2 separate regions of the Sus scrofa genome follow, and region 2 is linked to region 1. A link is a contact called in public Hi-C data. All regions are on one chromosome and are shown on one strand. Each heading gives the region's core, a stretch centred on a gene start, on an enhancer-like site or on the middle of the called end of the contact. The rest is flanking DNA. Distances are from core to core; before and after follow the strand shown. Region 1 overlaps TTLL11 (tubulin polyglutamylase TTLL11). Region 2 overlaps TTLL11 (tubulin polyglutamylase TTLL11).

Region 1 (3,158 bases), core at 460-2,959:
ACCACTAGTTTGTTCTCTAATCTGTGGGTCTGCTTGTTTTTCATTACATTCACTAGTTTGTTGTATTTTTTAGATTTTCTAAAAGTGGTATCATATAGTGTCTGTCTTTATCTCTGACTTACTTCACTTAGCATAATGCCCCCCAAGTCCATCCATATTGCTGCAAATGACAAAATTTCCTTTTTTTTTTTTTGGTCTTTTGGGGCCACACAAGTGGCGTATGGAGGTTCCCAGGCTAGGAGTTGAATTGGAGCTGTAGTCTCCAGCCCACACCAGAACCACAGCAACATGGGATCTAAGCCATGTCTGCCACCTATACCACAGCTCACAGCAACGCCAGGTCTGTAACCCACTGAGCAAGGCTAGGGATTGAACCCGAAACCTCATGGTTCCTAGTCGGGTTCGTTAACCACTGAGCCACAACAGAAACTCCCTCCTTCTTTTTCATGGCTTAGTAGTATTCTATGTACACATTCATCCGTGTGTGTGTGTGTGTGTGTGTAATATTCACTGTCATCCATTGATTAGTTTATGGACACATAGGTTGCTTCCATATATGCCTATAGAGTTCATTCAGTTAGTCAACTAATGGCTAACAAGCACCTGCCACCTGCCAGGCACTGGTGGTGATGGCAGGTGCCAGGACCAATAGGACAGACCCCCAGGCCCCACACCCTGGACCACACAGTAGCAGAGACAGACATTCAACACAGAAACACAGAAATCAACAAGTCATCACATGTTGCAATGAGTTCTATGAAATAAAATAAGTTTTAAGGAGGATAGCAGAGAAGACCTAATTTATATCAGGAGGAGCGTCAGGGAGATCTGTCAGTAAACGTGACCTTGGAGATGCGATACGTGTGCTGACCAGTGAGAGGCTGAAGGTGAGGGCGCTTGTGCGGAAGAGGATGGGGGCTGGATCTTACCTGTGCTCACAGCAGGTTAAGGATATGGGTTTGCTGTTGAAGAGCTTGAAGCAGAATAGGAGGCTCGACTTGTGTTTCTAGAAGGTCATTCTGAATGCAGTGTTGGACCAGCCAGGAGGCTTCGTGGGAGTCCAGGGGGTGATGGCCCTGCAGGCTGAGGGGTGGGGAGGTGGAGGTGAGGAGCAGGGTGTAAAGTACTTGGGGTGTCGGAGGAGGGCGGGGACTAGGGGAGAGGAGTTTCTGCAGTGGCTCTCAGACTTCCCGCTGGAGCAACTAGGTGGGTGGAGATATAATTTATTTAAATGGGAAGGACTTGAGGAAAAGCAGAGCCGGGAAAGGAAGATGCCAAAATCCATTTCTAACAGGCTCTTTGAGATGCTAATGAGACACCCCAGTGGCAAAAAAGTGGTTGGATATTTAAATCCTAGGGAGAAAGAGAGAGACAGGCAGAGAGAAAGAGAGACATAGAGAAGCTGAGCCCAGGTGGAGAGCCCTGCCGGACCCCGCGCCCAGGGTGAACAGACCAAAGGCAGCAGAGAACAGGAGAGCCTGAGCCAGGGCTTCCCAGGAAGGGACAGAGAAAAGCAGGGGAGAGAATGTTCAGGGAGAGAGTTTCCATGGGATCAGATGCAGAGAGGGAGCCAGCTGAGAAGAGGGCAAGGGAAGGTGGCCAGTTAGTTGGCAAGAGCAGCTTGGCGGTGAGGTAGAGAATGGACGGCGGGGAGGCTGCGGAGACAGTGCCTGTGTCAGCATCCCTTTGGGAACTGGGGCCAAACAGGGGGCAGAGATAGAAAAGTGACTCATGAATGCAATGGTAAGGCAGCCTTTTAAACGCCAGACCAGAGTGTGCTGCTGCTCAGTGGGCATGATTTGGGAGAAGGGCAGGCGCCAATGGTTGGAGGCACCCGGCACTGACACCAGACTACCTGCCCCTCCTCCTTTGGCAACGTTCCTGTCTCTCCCAGGCCTTCATCTGCTTCTTCCCTTGTCCTCCCTCTAACCTTACCCACTCCCATCCAGGCTCTCTCTCCTGTCCCGTCTACCCCGTCCCCTCTGTCAGATGGGGGCTCGAGCAGCTCTGTATCCACCTGCTGGGTGGTCAGCGAGACTCTGCGGAATTGAATTGCTATGGTTGCTGCCTTATAAATCGTGAACAAGACTGTCGTGAGGAAGAAGAGTTAGATTTGCTCTCTAGAAAAGTGGGGTCAGCGGGGAAGCTATGCCCATTTCAGCTCAGAGGCAGAGAGCACACAGCGAGAAGGGTTCTCCTGGGGAGGTGATGAGACCTCCCCATTACTCGGGGTGGCCAGGCCAGGGCTCAGTGACCACCTCCTCAATGTCAGGGAGGATGTCTGTGGCTCAGTACCTCGTGGGGAAACCACGGAAAGCCAGAGACAGGACCAGAAACCGCGCTGTTTCTGCTGGTCCCTTTCCTGCCTCTCTGAGTGACCCTGGTGCTGGGAAAGCAGAGTCACAGATCGGGGCTCCCCCGAACCCCCCCCCCGCATCGTCACCTCCAGTCTGTGGGGTTCCTGGTGAATGTCCTTTTGCCTCCATCCCAGAAGTCTGTAAGCGTCTAACTATCAAACAACCTCAGACTGGGAGTTCCCCTTGGGGCTCAGTAGGTTATGAACCCAACTAGTATCCATGAGGATGCGGGTTTGATCCCTGGCCTCGCTCAGTGGGTTCAGGATCTGGCGTTGCCGTGAGCTGTGATGTAGGTCGCAGATGTGGCTTGGATTCCTCATTGCTGTGGTTGAGGTGCAGGCCGGCAGCTACAGCTCCAGTTCAACCCCTAGCCTGGGAACTTCCATATGCTGCAGGTGAGGCCCTTAAAAGCAAAAATAAAAATAACCCGAGACAAAGGTGGAACCGCACACCAAAGGGTGAAAGAAGGGTCTGAAATGCACCTGTTCTGAAGATGAGGCGAGAGTCGCCCCCGTAAAAAGCTCATCTCAGTGCCTGATACATACAAACTGCACCATATGCCACCTACTCTTGTTAATTCTTCCTAAAGAATTAACACCTGAGTGGTGTTATGATCCTGTAAGTGCCTGGGTTGTGTGATCTCTGAGGTCTTTTCCGAGCCAGAGGTGGTGACCCTCTTGCTGAGGGCTATGTGTTTAACCTCAGAAGGTTCCATTGGAGCCGTTAATCCCACCAGAAATGTCTGGAATAGCACCAAGGAGGTGCAGGAAGTGGGTGACCAGCCCCGTAGCCCGGTCTCCC
Region 2 (3,158 bases), core at 297-2,796, 180 kb before region 1:
AGGCTATGGCTCTGATTCAACTCCTAGCCTGGGAACCTCCATAAGCTGAGGGTGTGGCCCTAAAAAGACAAACAAATCTTTCTCAAATGGGTCTATGAAGCAGTGTCTTGAACTAATGGGAAAACCATGAACTAGTAACATTTACAATGTCATGGAACACCGGTGTTCCAAGGAGCACAGTTGGAGAGACAAGTCCTGGCACTGGATGCCTCCCAGCCTCGCCCCAGCCTTGCTTCTGCATCCTTCCTGAGCCCCGAGGGCCTGCCAAACAGAGCTGATTTCCTGCCTCTTGTACGTAAGTTGTGTTTCCCCAATTCTGCCCTCTGCTCTGTCTTGGCTTGCCAGGCTCTCTCCTCATCTCACTCTTGTTTGCAGTTCAATGCCTTCTGACAAGGTGCTGCTCAAATCCTACCTTCTCTGTAAAGCCTTCCTTGACCACTTCTGACATCTAAGCTTTTTTCCTTCTAGATGTGTTTGCTGGTCACCCACTGGGACAAGCCTTGAGCTAGCTGTGGAGCCTGTGGTTATGGATAAGAGGCAGCCCTACCCCTAAGAGGTGTAAAGTGTAGTGGGGAAGCCTGGCACGTGGGCATTACCCTTCCATGTAATGAATGCTGCCCAGGGGTGGGGGTGGGGGCAAGTACAGGATGCTGGGAGAGCACAGAAAAAGGAGCAGTTAACTTTGCCAGTTAACTCAGTCAAGGAAGGCTTCCTGGAGGAAGAGATGCTTAAGCTGGAGCTTAAGGCATGAAGGAGAATTTGCCAAGCAGAAAAAGGTGAGCAACATCACACCCTCCTGATTTCCCCCCTGCTTTTTTGGCTGCTGCTTCTCAGCCCCTTCTGCACCTGCCAATGATGGAGATCCCAGGACTCCAGCTCCTCTCTTACCTACAATCACTCCCTAAAGGCCCTCTTCTAGCCCCATGGCTGTAAGTACCAGCTATGTGCTGTTGACTCCTGTATTTGTATTTCCAGTCTTGAGCTCTCCCTGAACTCCACACCAGTCTATCCAACTGCCCACTTTAATTTTCTCCTTGAGTTTCTAACAGACATCTCACACTGGACATGTTCAAAATCAAACCTTGATTTCTCTCCTAAACTTACTCTCTCTGTCTTTCCTATTTTAGTAAATGAATAGCATTCAGTTAGACCAGAAACCTGAATCATGCTTATTTCTTCGTTTTCTCCCTTCATACATCTAATCCATAGCGACTCTTGCAAATATACTGTAAAATGCATCCTAAATGGAACCACTTTTAACCAACTCCACCGCTTCCAAACCAGTGTAGGCAGCCATCACCTTGTACTTGTATCACTGCAATAGCCTCCTAATTGATGTCCCTTTTCCCACCCTTGCTGCTTATAGCCTATTTTTCTCATTGTAGTTAAAGGGATTCTTTTAAAACATGTCAGATCAAATTACTTCACTGTGTAAACTCTCCGATGCCTTTCTCATTACACTTAAAATCCTGGCTGCTTACCATGGCCTACAAGATGCTACATGATCTGTCCCCTGTCATTCTATCTGACCTCATCTCCTCTCTCCCTCTTGCTCACTTCTTGATGTTCTTCAAAAGTGGCCCCTGTTTTGGCTCTTCCCTCTGCCTGGAATGCTCTTCCTCAGCTCTTCAAGTAACTTGTTTCTTCACTTCATTCAGTCCCTGTTCATCTGTTACCTCCCAAGTCTGTTGATTCTGACCACGATGGAGTAACAAAAACTGGACTTGACCTCTTTTGAAAACAACTAAAAACCAGACAAAATACATGAAATAAGTGTTTTCAGATTTTGGAAAACAGGCAGCTCAGCACTGTGGTCCCTGAGGAAAGGGAGGAGGTGGGGAAGCCAAGATGAGACTATGGTTGCCTCAGCTTTCCATCTGGAGGCAATCTCCCAAATGTGGTCAAGGTGACATGGGCAAGGCGGGGACCTAAACAGAGCTCTATGACCTCAGTGAGTTGGGGAGGTGGAGATCAGAGTTTGGGAAGGCTGATGTGGCTGGAATTCTGTGGGGAGAATTCTGAAAAGGAGGGAGCCAAGCAGGAAAAGAGCTTCAAGAACCTGCATAGGACCCCTGTGCATCTCTGCTGAGTGCTGGGCCATACTTTGGTGGAGTGTTAGTCCACAAAGTTGAGCAAAGATTGACCAGGGAACTGGGATGCTGAAAAACCAGAAGCTCTCACACAGCAGGGAGATGTTCAGGCTCTGAAGAGCCAGCATAGCGAATCCTTGGTGGTCACTGGGAGCATTCAGTGGAGACTCCAGAGAAGTTCTGCCTTAATGCACCAAAACTTCTACAGAGTGAATCACTCTCAACTCACTTAGTAAAGCTTAAACAATAGGCTTTGAAGGTATCAAACTAATCTGCAAATAACTGACTGCCAAAAAAGCCTAGCACTTTTAAAAAGAAGACAAAATCCAGACACTGAGCATTAACTGCCCAGCATCCAGTAAAAACCCACTAGATATTCCATAAGGCAGGAGAAGGTAACTCATCTCAGGAGGGGAAAAACAATCAATAGAAACAGACCCATAAATAATTAAACTAGTTAGGAAAAGGATGTTATAACAGCTATTACAATGATGTACAAAAATTTAAGGGAAAATATGAGCTTAATATAGATAGAAATGGACCTATTAAAAAGAACCAAATGGAGCCTCTAGGAACCAAATAGAAGAAAATGTAATATCTGAAATGAAAATTTCACTGGATGGAATTAACAGCAGATTAGATACTGCAGAAGAAGTGATCAGTGAACTTGAAGACATAGCAATGGATTTTATTAAAATGAAACAGAGAGAGGAAAGTAATAGGGGGAAAAAAAAAAGGAACAGACCCCCCACTTACCTATGGTACAATATCAGATGGTCTAACATGTGGAGTTCTTTGAGCAGAAGAGACAAGGAAGATACAGAAGAATATTTGAAGAAATGGCCACATACACAAATGGGTTCACTCCCTCCCCAGGCTTATTATAATCAAATCAATGATAATAAGAAAATCTTAAAAGCAGATAGAAGACACATGTGTTCAGAGGAACAAAGAATATCTGAAAAGTTCTCGTCAGAAACTGTGCAAACCCGAAGACGGTGGGATGACAAATGTCACCTCCTTAGCAAGGTCTCCCCTGAAAACCAAGCCCTCCATCCTCTATATCAC

Evidence for each region. Hi-C and Micro-C count contacts between places; a contact is called where the count stands out from the background.
Region 2: a contact with region 1 is called in a Hi-C map of skeletal muscle, with 2.1 times the contacts expected there. The contact joins two enhancer-like sites. A contact is called at or near these places in 3 of 47 Hi-C or Micro-C datasets (liver, psoas muscle and skeletal muscle) and 1 of 2 datasets of contacts at active chromatin or transcription factors (skeletal muscle).

The regions. Positions count from the first base shown.
Region 1 is chr1:261,911,307-261,914,464 of Sscrofa11.1, reverse strand. The region is part of intron 10 of TTLL11 (tubulin polyglutamylase TTLL11); the gene reads left to right. Among named protein-coding and RNA genes, the nearest start is that of DAB2IP, 180 kb to the right of the region's middle. Within about 2 kb of position 1,709, at least 9 of the 83 cell types and tissues checked have an H3K27ac peak or open chromatin away from gene starts, as enhancers often do. A contact at or near this core is called in skeletal muscle, where this site is marked.
Region 2 is chr1:262,090,434-262,093,591 of Sscrofa11.1, reverse strand. The region is part of intron 5 of TTLL11 (tubulin polyglutamylase TTLL11); the gene reads left to right. Among named protein-coding and RNA genes, the nearest start is that of TTLL11, 110 kb to the left of the region's middle. Within about 2 kb of position 1,546, at least 4 of the 83 cell types and tissues checked have an H3K27ac peak or open chromatin away from gene starts, as enhancers often do. A contact at or near this core is called in skeletal muscle, where this site is marked.